Linked DNA regions of Sus scrofa: region 1 is linked to region 2. A link is a contact called in public HiChIP or PLAC-seq data. All regions are on one chromosome and are shown on one strand. Each heading gives the region's core, a stretch centred on a gene start, on an enhancer-like site or on the middle of the called end of the contact. The rest is flanking DNA. Distances are from core to core; before and after follow the strand shown.

Region 1 (4,465 bases), core at 1,586-4,085, 210 kb before region 2:
TTATCTGAGAGATCAGCTTGTTCAATGTAAGAGGCCTTTTTCTCCTTTCGCATGGTCTGGTGCTAAAGATAACTCTTAAGTCATGACCCTCAGCCACCATTTTATAAGCATCACTTGATCCTATTTTATGTAGTCTGTGTATCAATGCAAGTTTCTCTACATCTAAGCTGCAAACCTCTCCTGGCAAAATTCCTGCCCTTTAAATACACTCTTACTGTAATCCTAATTATTATGCTTACTAGGCTAGATGGCACAATTTCTTCAAGGATGATTTAGAATTACCTCAGCTATTATTGGTAACTTTGGACATGTCAAAGATAAATACAACTAAAAGAAGATTCAGAAAAGAAAAGAGGAAAGGTACCAATAAACAATGGCCAGCCTTTTTGACTAGTACGCTGAGGCCTCGAAATGAAAATTTGGACTTCAAAATAGCATCCCTTTAAAGATTCTCTAAACAAAAACCAAAGTAAAGAAAGCACTCAGATTATCTGAAAACTGCCCTCTTTATGCATCTAAAACTATCATGTTTTAGCATCACCTATATTTCCTATTTTCCTCTCTATTGCTTCCCCTAAAACCCCAAGTGAGGATACTTTCCTCAATCACGGTCTTTCCTAAGAAAACAACCAATGATCCATACCCACTTAAGACTGCTGCGATAGTAGGTAAACCAATGGAAACTAAATTAAGGTAAGGTTTAGGGCTAAGAGTTATAATAAAAGACCTTCTAAAACTGTAAGGCAGACAGACTAATGGTTCCTACTGAATTTCACATTCTGTTAGACACTAATTGTCTAGGAATCCCAGGCTTATACTAATGAATCCATTTACTTGTAACCTCTCAGATGTATAAACGTGATTGAAAAACGGTTGCTAAAAAAGAAATAAAACAAACAAAAAAAAAAAACCCTTTGCAAAACATTCAACAGGGACTAGAGAAAGCAAGAAAAGGAGAGTGATACGTAAGGCCTTCTCTGATTTCTTTCCTTTAAAAGCTAGACTAAAATTCAAGGCTATAAACAAGAAACTGAACAATATTTGGAGACATAAGAAACTGGCTTCAAGGCATTCAATACCCTAAAGGCAATGTAAAAAGAATCTGCCCCCTCTTCTTCTTAATAGCATAAAATCTAAAATACAGGATTTTAAAAAAAGGAATATGGAAAACTGCAAATCTGGATATTTTCCAAAACAGTGCTGAAAATGTTAGAAGAGCTTTAGAAAAATGACAAACTACAACTAAAACAAACATACACCCCTTCAGATAAAAAAACAAAATCAAAAGATCCTTCAGCATCTAAGCTTCAAGAACCTATTCGTAAAGATATGGCCTTGAACAACCATAAAAATATCAGAAAAGGCACTGCTCCATATTAGCAAATAAAGGGGTGTGTGTGTGTGAACATGGTCCCAAACCTACAAATGATGCTGCTCTGAGAATGCTCTGAGACTTCCTATTGTTGAGTTCAAGGTGAACTACCTTTTGGACTTCCCGTCATGGCTCAGTGGTTAACGAATCCAACTAGGAACCATGAGGTTGCGGGTTCGATCCCTGCCCTTGCTCAGTGGGTTAAGGATCCGGCGTTGCCGTGAGCTGTGGTGAAGGTCGCAGACCTGGCTCGGATCGCGCGTTGCTGTGGCTCTGGCATAGGCCGGCAGTTACAGCTCCAATTCGACCCCTAGCTTGGGAACCTCCATATGCCACGGGAAGCGGCCCTAGAAAAGGCAGAAAGACCAAAAAAAAAAAGTGAACTACCTTTAAATACAGATGGTCAGCTTTCCATCTACAGCTTCCTGAAGATACAAGTGCCACTACTTCTACCATAAATCCTACATAACACATATTGACTCCATCAGAGAATTAAAACTACTTGGATAGGAGGAATTTCTAAGAATTCCAAATCCTAACCCACGTCCCAACCTACCACTATTACTCTGGGGTCAGCTATAAACAGAACACTCCTTTCACCTGTCTCGAGAAAGCTTTCTCAGCAAATTAATAAGAACTTTCAAAAAATTCTCCTAGAATTTTCTAGAGATAAAGTTATCCTGGATATAACCAAATTATACCTGCTTTGGATAGTTGTATACCTGTGGAAACTCAGATTCAGGAAGAAATTTGCAACTTAGTTGTAGTTCCAGAATTTCATGGTATCATCTGCAACACTAAGATCTACATGATTCTCCTTCTTTTTTTTTTTTCTTTGCTTTTTAGGGCCACACTCATGGCATGTGGAAATTCCCAGGCTAGGGGTCCAATTGGAGCTAGAGCTGCCGGCCTAAGCCACAGCCAGAGCAATGCAGGATCTGGGCCACGTCTGCAACCTACACCACAGCTCACAGCAATGCCAGATCCTTAAAACCCAGGAATCGAACCCGCAAACTCATGGTTCCTAATTGAATCCGTTTCCTCTGCACCACAATGGGAACTCCCCAGATCTACATGATTCTTAAAAGTTTTCCAGTCTCACTGTTTAAATCTGTATTGCAGCCAATCACATGTTCCCTAGTAACTAGATAAGATATATGCTACTGCATGGATGCTATCTTACCAGATAATATACTGAGATCAAAAAAAAAAAAAAAATGATACAATCTTGCTGATCACCAAAACCTTGGTGACCTCGATTTTTGAGAACATTTCAGCGGTGTAGGTAGATATGAACAATATTTAGTGACCTCTCCTGTGACCTTGACCAGGAGGGTCAAAAGGAGATCTAAGAATGAAAAATTCCATTTTTTTGGTTTGTTTTTGTCTCAAGACACAATCCACATATACAGAGAAATCTGTAATGTCTACTTTGGCCTAAAGCACATGATCTGCATGTATTTAAGAAGCTCAAATTGCCACTTTTGGCAGTTACTGAACAGATAAGCTCTCCAGAATTAGTTCCTCTTTGCTTTAGGTCAACACATTGTTTTACTGACATTTAACCTAAATTCTACCCTTCCCTCAAATCAAAAAAACATTTTCCCTTCTTCGATTTAGTGAGAAACTGTATTTCTACCTGTACCTCATTTTTGCCCAAACCAAGAATGTGAAGGACATTTACCTTTTTTTCAGATGGGAATGAATTTTGATTTTGATGACTAGTATTTGAGAGTCATCTACGTACTCATACTACTAATACACAGGTATTAATTATAACCTGAAGGGCCGGAGAGTAGAGCCAAAACTCTAAACAAAGGTGGTAAATGAGGTGTCAAAACAATTTTAGGGATTCTTTCCAGCAACAGAAATGTGCTTCCCAGTTGACTACTGCCTGAAGATACTTGCAGCACAAGAGAAAGAAGATCTAGGTCTACCTGTAGTCCAAGCCCTAGTTTTTAACACCTAAATTATACTTCTGAATAAAAGAGATACCCAACAAAACAGAAATAGTTCTTGTACAAAAGAGGCACTCAAATGTGTGGAGAGGATGTTATTAGCACTACAATTTGGACAAAGTAACTTTAATAGCAGTGTCAGAAACAAAAATAAATCTTGAGGAAAGATCTTGCCATAGGTAGATTTTCAAAGCTCACAGCTTCAATAACTGAAGGGGAACTATCAACATGATATTCAGAATGCTCTTTTAGGAACCACAAACACCTGGCATTCACGCTGACTTCCCGCATCATCACACATGGGAGATCACCAAGTTCCTCTGCAGAGGCTCAATGTGGTTTCAAACGCTTTTTCAATACAACATTCCTCAGTAAGCGATCACCCATAAAGCAAAGGATACAGCAGGCAAAAGAGACGAAAACTCCTATTCATTCTACACAAAAAGATTTAGGAAGTTTATCTTTTCTAAAACAAGAAAAAGGTTAGACTTTCATTTCCAGTTCTGCATGTAAGTTACCACTCTGCCCTAACAAGTAAAAAGCTGAACAGACCAAAAAAATAACTCTTCTGGGATCCACATAAAAGGGGGGTACACAAGGCAAACCACTGCCGCAAGATTGGAGAGACAGAATACAGGGAATCTCAATATACCAGAGCAGACTCAGGAGCAAAAACCTCAGCAGGAACCAGTGTCAGGTAGGAAACTCTGAAATTACAACTGCAAATTTGTTGAAGGTGGCTCAATGTGGATAAATCTGAGAATTAAAAACTCCAGGCAGACCCAGTCACAGGGTAGCCCCCGCAGTATTGTGAAATCTACCTCCAATCGCCCAACCAGATTCCCAGCATAATTAACAGAGAAAAATCCCCTCCTACACTCAGCAGAGGGAGGGGAAAGGAACCAGTTTTAAATATGCCAGAGCACTCCAGTCCTTTTAACAAGGCCTGCCCTCAGGGAAAACAAGTTAACCAAAACCTAACCTTCTAGGATATTATGAGAACCTAAGTGACTTGGGTAAGGGAATACCCAACTCTGATCATTCTGTCCCACATAAAGGGGGTTAGAAAAATCTAAGAACCACTTGTGAAGTTCAGAGCCCAGAGGTATAGGCTCTGAGACCAATTACTGGACTA
Region 2 (4,365 bases), core at 1,392-3,891:
TCCTAATATAAATTAAAAACTCTTTCTGGGGGTTGGTTTGAAGATTTCATAGCTCAAGTATTTGAAAACAGGAAATGCTGTTTGGGGGGGACAGATCAGAAATGCTCTGTGTGGTTTGCCTGTGTGCTTTGAACACCTATCACCTGCCACAGTTTAACCTATCCTTGTCCACTAAGCTCCCTGTTCCAGGAAAAATGTTCCACCCCAAACCAGAGGGATTCCTTTTCCTTCTTAACTCCCATGGCCCTTCACTTTCTCTGATAACATTTATCACACCCTTTATTGCCTTATGGATAATTATCCGTTCTTTGTACCACTTTTACCAAATTGAGCATATGTCTTGTGATTGTTTGGGTGCTGGGAACACAATGGTGAACAGATGATGGGTTTATCATTATTTCCCACACTAAGCTTCATGCCCATGACCCAAATGATATTCCTTTGAGTTTAGAGAATTCTTCATAGTGACTCGTACATCAAATATTTTCATCCAATGTTTGGTGAGTGAGTGAATATATGATAGAGATTAGGCCATTAGAAATAATAATTCTGGTTGGAAATTGATTTTTTTCAGTTCTACATCAGTCAATTATCACTTTTTTTCCTACTTATAAAATTTTTTGAATACACTGTATACGTTGCTTTTCCCCCAAATGTCCTTGTTCAGAATTTTCCCAGTTAGCCAGAATTATTTTCCATTAAATAAATAAATATTTGTTATTTCCCCTGCTATATTTTAGGAACCATAATAAGCATTGGGGATAAAGTGGGGATCAAGAATAAACCCATATCAATAGAATTGCTGTTTAAAAAAATGGAAGTGGGTATGTTTTCCTCCAAATAGCATGTAGGCAAAATATTTTTTAACCTAAAATACTGAGCTCTAACTTATAAAACATGTAGAGAGGTTAGTCAGGAGCCTAAAATAGATTTAATATTTGATACTTATATTTAAATTGAGAAGTCATTGAGCATATCTCTGAATATTCTAGATTTGTGGACTCAGTATTCGTAATTAGAAAGATAGGGGAATAAACCAGAAATAATTAGTACTCCCAATGCCTACTACTGGAGAGTAACAAACTTTTAAAGAATGAATTCTGCCAGTATAACCCAGTTTTCTTCAATAATGTAATGAAATAAACATTTATTTTAAATTTAGACATTTAATTGTGTCTTGCCTTATATACTTACCAGTCCGCTAGGAAGATGGCTCTAGATGAATACTTACACATTAATTTAATCAGAAACTGTATGAATTTACATTGATCAGGTCCACATTCATTTACTAGACAAATATTTACTGAGCATATACAATATGCCAAGCACATATTCTTGCACTATTCTAGGTACTCCAGATACAGCAATGAACAAAACAAAGATTCCTATTCTTATGACACTTATATTCTAGTTAGGGACCAATGGTGGAGACAGCAAATAAACCATAAACATAATAAATAAGCAAATTATATAACATGATAAAAGGTAATAAGTGCTATGGGAAAATAATAGAGTAGATTAAGAGGATTCAAGACTGCTGGAAGCCAGGGGGTGAGGGCAGTCTAAAATAAGGTTATACTACATGTGCACACAATTAAACAGGGGAAACTACACACAGCCTAAAACTTAAGAAATGTGGAGTTGCAGAGTGCCATCAAAGGAGATTCAAAAATTAGGTATGGTGCTGGAAAATAAAAACTGTTAAGGAAAATTAGAGATACTTGTATTACACAGCTTGAAAGAAAAGGTCTGAGAAGACACAATAACGACTTTCCAATGGTATTTCTAACTCCACCGAAGATGCTTAAAGAAAACAGATGGACAAACAACAACAACAAAAAATGCTACTTGTAGAAATGTTCTCAGTTGTAACCTGAGAAATGTAGGTCACCCATGAGGGAGAACTCTCTGAGGATGAGAACTCTAAAATGTGATGTACGGAAAGACTGAGGGAATGTCTTCTGAATGACCTGAACGGGGTGAGTTTTGATTGTAAATCCACCCATCAAGTGTGCTACCTAATAAATATTAGCCTTTAGTCTTATCAATAATGATCATAGGTCTGGAATAATTTATATGATGTTTCAGTTATTAAATAAATAAATACTGCCCTCCTAGTAGAGAAATTAACTAGAGATTAAAAGCCTATTCTAGTTACGATTTCATCATGTCTTCTTTAGTGGTAAAAATACCATTAAGAACTGTGAACACCGAATAGGTATTTATTTATAACCTCTAACTCTAACACATCAACGTAAAAAATATATGCAAGTGTCCTCCCTTCCCCCTCTCCACTACATGCATTCAGAAGCTCTGAAACTTACAATACAGGAATTGAGGTTTTTCTTTTCATTTCCTCTTTCTCTGTTTTATCATAAGGGAATGAGATCATTGGGCCAATTCTTGCAAAGAGTTCCATGGAATGAGTTAATTACATCACCTAATTCAAGTCTAAAGCAACCACTGCAATTGTTTACAGTAGGAACAGGAGGCACCTCCATCCATCAAGCGTTTTAGCTGTTTTTAATTTGGGGGAGCGCATAAGAGAGGGGTGAACAATTTTCTGCTATAAATATAGCAGATTGTTGTAAGGCTGTATCCTGTTTGGAAATGATCTCATCTAATATGTCCGTTAGTGGTTAGCCACTCTAAGCAGGACTATTATGATACCGCCTTGTTGTTAGAGAGCCCTCCAAGTTAAAGCCACAAGGATTCCTCACTGCCCATAGGGCAGGGTTTATGAGTGAGATATAATTGTCAAAGGTCTTCAACTCTAGCCTTAATCCATATAGAAACTTGTTGCAAGTCATCCTATTTCTTATTTTTGTGCATTGTTGTGATCCGAGGATTGTTCTAGTGGATGAACTGTGTTGTGTGTGTAATGATGAATTAGAGATAGTCAGATTTTTTCCTTCTTGATTGACCTAAAGTAGGAAAGATCTGAATACATCTTCTTTGTAATGACATTGCTTGAATTGGGTTCACATGTGCAGGGGCATGCTCTCTTTTATTGCCTCCTACCTCTGTCACCGCTCAGATAAATAGTGTAATTTAAACCATGGACATTTAGAGCTATGCAGTCTAATGTGGTAGCCACTAGCCACATATGGTTTCTGATCATTCGAAATGTAGATAGTTTGAAATGAAATGTGCTGAAAGTATAAAATACACACCAGATTTCAAAAAGAGTCCAAAAAAAAAAAAAGAATGTAAAACTACCTCATTAATAATTTTTCTATTGCTTACATATTTTAGATATATTGATTTAGATAAAATTTATTCTTGGAGTTTCCTGGTAGTCTAGTGGTTAAAGACTTGGCATTGTCACTGCTATGGCTTGGGTTCAATCCTTGACCCAGGAACTTTGGCATGCTGCAGGCAGTCACACACACACACACACACAAAAATTTTTTTTTAAATCTACACATATATATTACTTTTATTAAAATTAACTTTCTTTTTACTTTTATGATGTGGCTAGTATAAAATTTAAACTAGCATATGTGGCTTTCATTACATTTCCCCTGATTAGCGCTGGTCTAGAGTCTCTGCCCTACCACTTTCCCTTCTATTACCCTGCGGGAGGTCTTTAAAACCAGTATTGGTTACTTTCTGCAGCCCAAGGAAAGATCTGTTCCTGTGTGTGTGTATTTGAGTGTGTGTACATGCGAGTGCGTGTGTGGGTTTGATGGGGCTGGATAAGGAACAAAGGAAGGAAAGAGAAAGGAGCGGTTTTAACCAGCTTTGGTCTGAGATGTCCACCGCATGAAGTCAGGAAGGAGCGGGAGCAGAGCACGAGTTAATTCCCCATCAGGCAGCTTTGTTCTCTCATAGAAGGTGAATCACTGCGACATTAGGCTCATCTGAATTCAAATGTAAATACACACCTCGTACAGAAGCAAACAGGCTCAGAAATTATCATCGTCGTCGCTTTCCTTAGTCAACAGAGATAATTAAGAGCTGGATCTATGTCTCAATTGGTAGTTCTCATTTGGACAAAGGATGTAATGTGTTTTCTTCTTTAGCATTTTATAAAAGAGAAATTTCTGGCTGAGATAGAGTCTTTTAATGATTTTATAGTTTAGACACAAACACCCAAACCAAAATGATGGTGTTCCTGGAGAAGTAGACAATTTTGTAAATCACAGTGCTTTTGTTGTTCTATTACGAGATATCAGGCAGATTCTACTTTTTCAAGAAAAAAAATTTTTCTCTCTTCCTACATCCTTTTAGTCTTTAAAAAAAATTTTATTGAAGTATCATTGATTTACGCTGTTGTGCTGATTTCTTCTATGCAGCAGAGTGGTTCAATTATACAAATATATATTGCTTTTCATATTCTTTTCTATTATGGCTTATCACAGG

Evidence for each region. HiChIP or PLAC-seq counts read pairs in DNA pulled down with a chosen protein or histone mark.
Region 1: a contact with region 2 is called in an H3K27ac HiChIP or PLAC-seq map of alveolar macrophages. The contact joins two enhancer-like sites. A contact is called at or near these places in 1 of 47 Hi-C or Micro-C datasets (embryonic fibroblasts) and 1 of 2 datasets of contacts at active chromatin or transcription factors (alveolar macrophages).

Annotation. Positions count from the first base shown.
Region 1 is chr9:126,263,146-126,267,610 of Sscrofa11.1, reverse strand. The region is part of intron 1 of RNF2 (E3 ubiquitin-protein ligase RING2); the gene reads right to left. Among named protein-coding and RNA genes, the nearest start is that of SWT1, 82 kb to the left of the region's middle. Within about 2 kb of position 2,835, at least 5 of the 83 cell types and tissues checked have an H3K27ac peak or open chromatin away from gene starts, as enhancers often do. A contact at or near this core is called in alveolar macrophages, where this site is marked.
Region 2 is chr9:126,052,492-126,056,856 of Sscrofa11.1, reverse strand. All of the region lies in intron 5 of FAM129A (protein Niban-like), which reads left to right. Among named protein-coding and RNA genes, the nearest start is that of EDEM3, 72 kb to the right of the region's middle. Within about 2 kb of position 2,641, at least 10 of the 83 cell types and tissues checked have an H3K27ac peak or open chromatin away from gene starts, as enhancers often do. A contact at or near this core is called in alveolar macrophages, where this site is marked.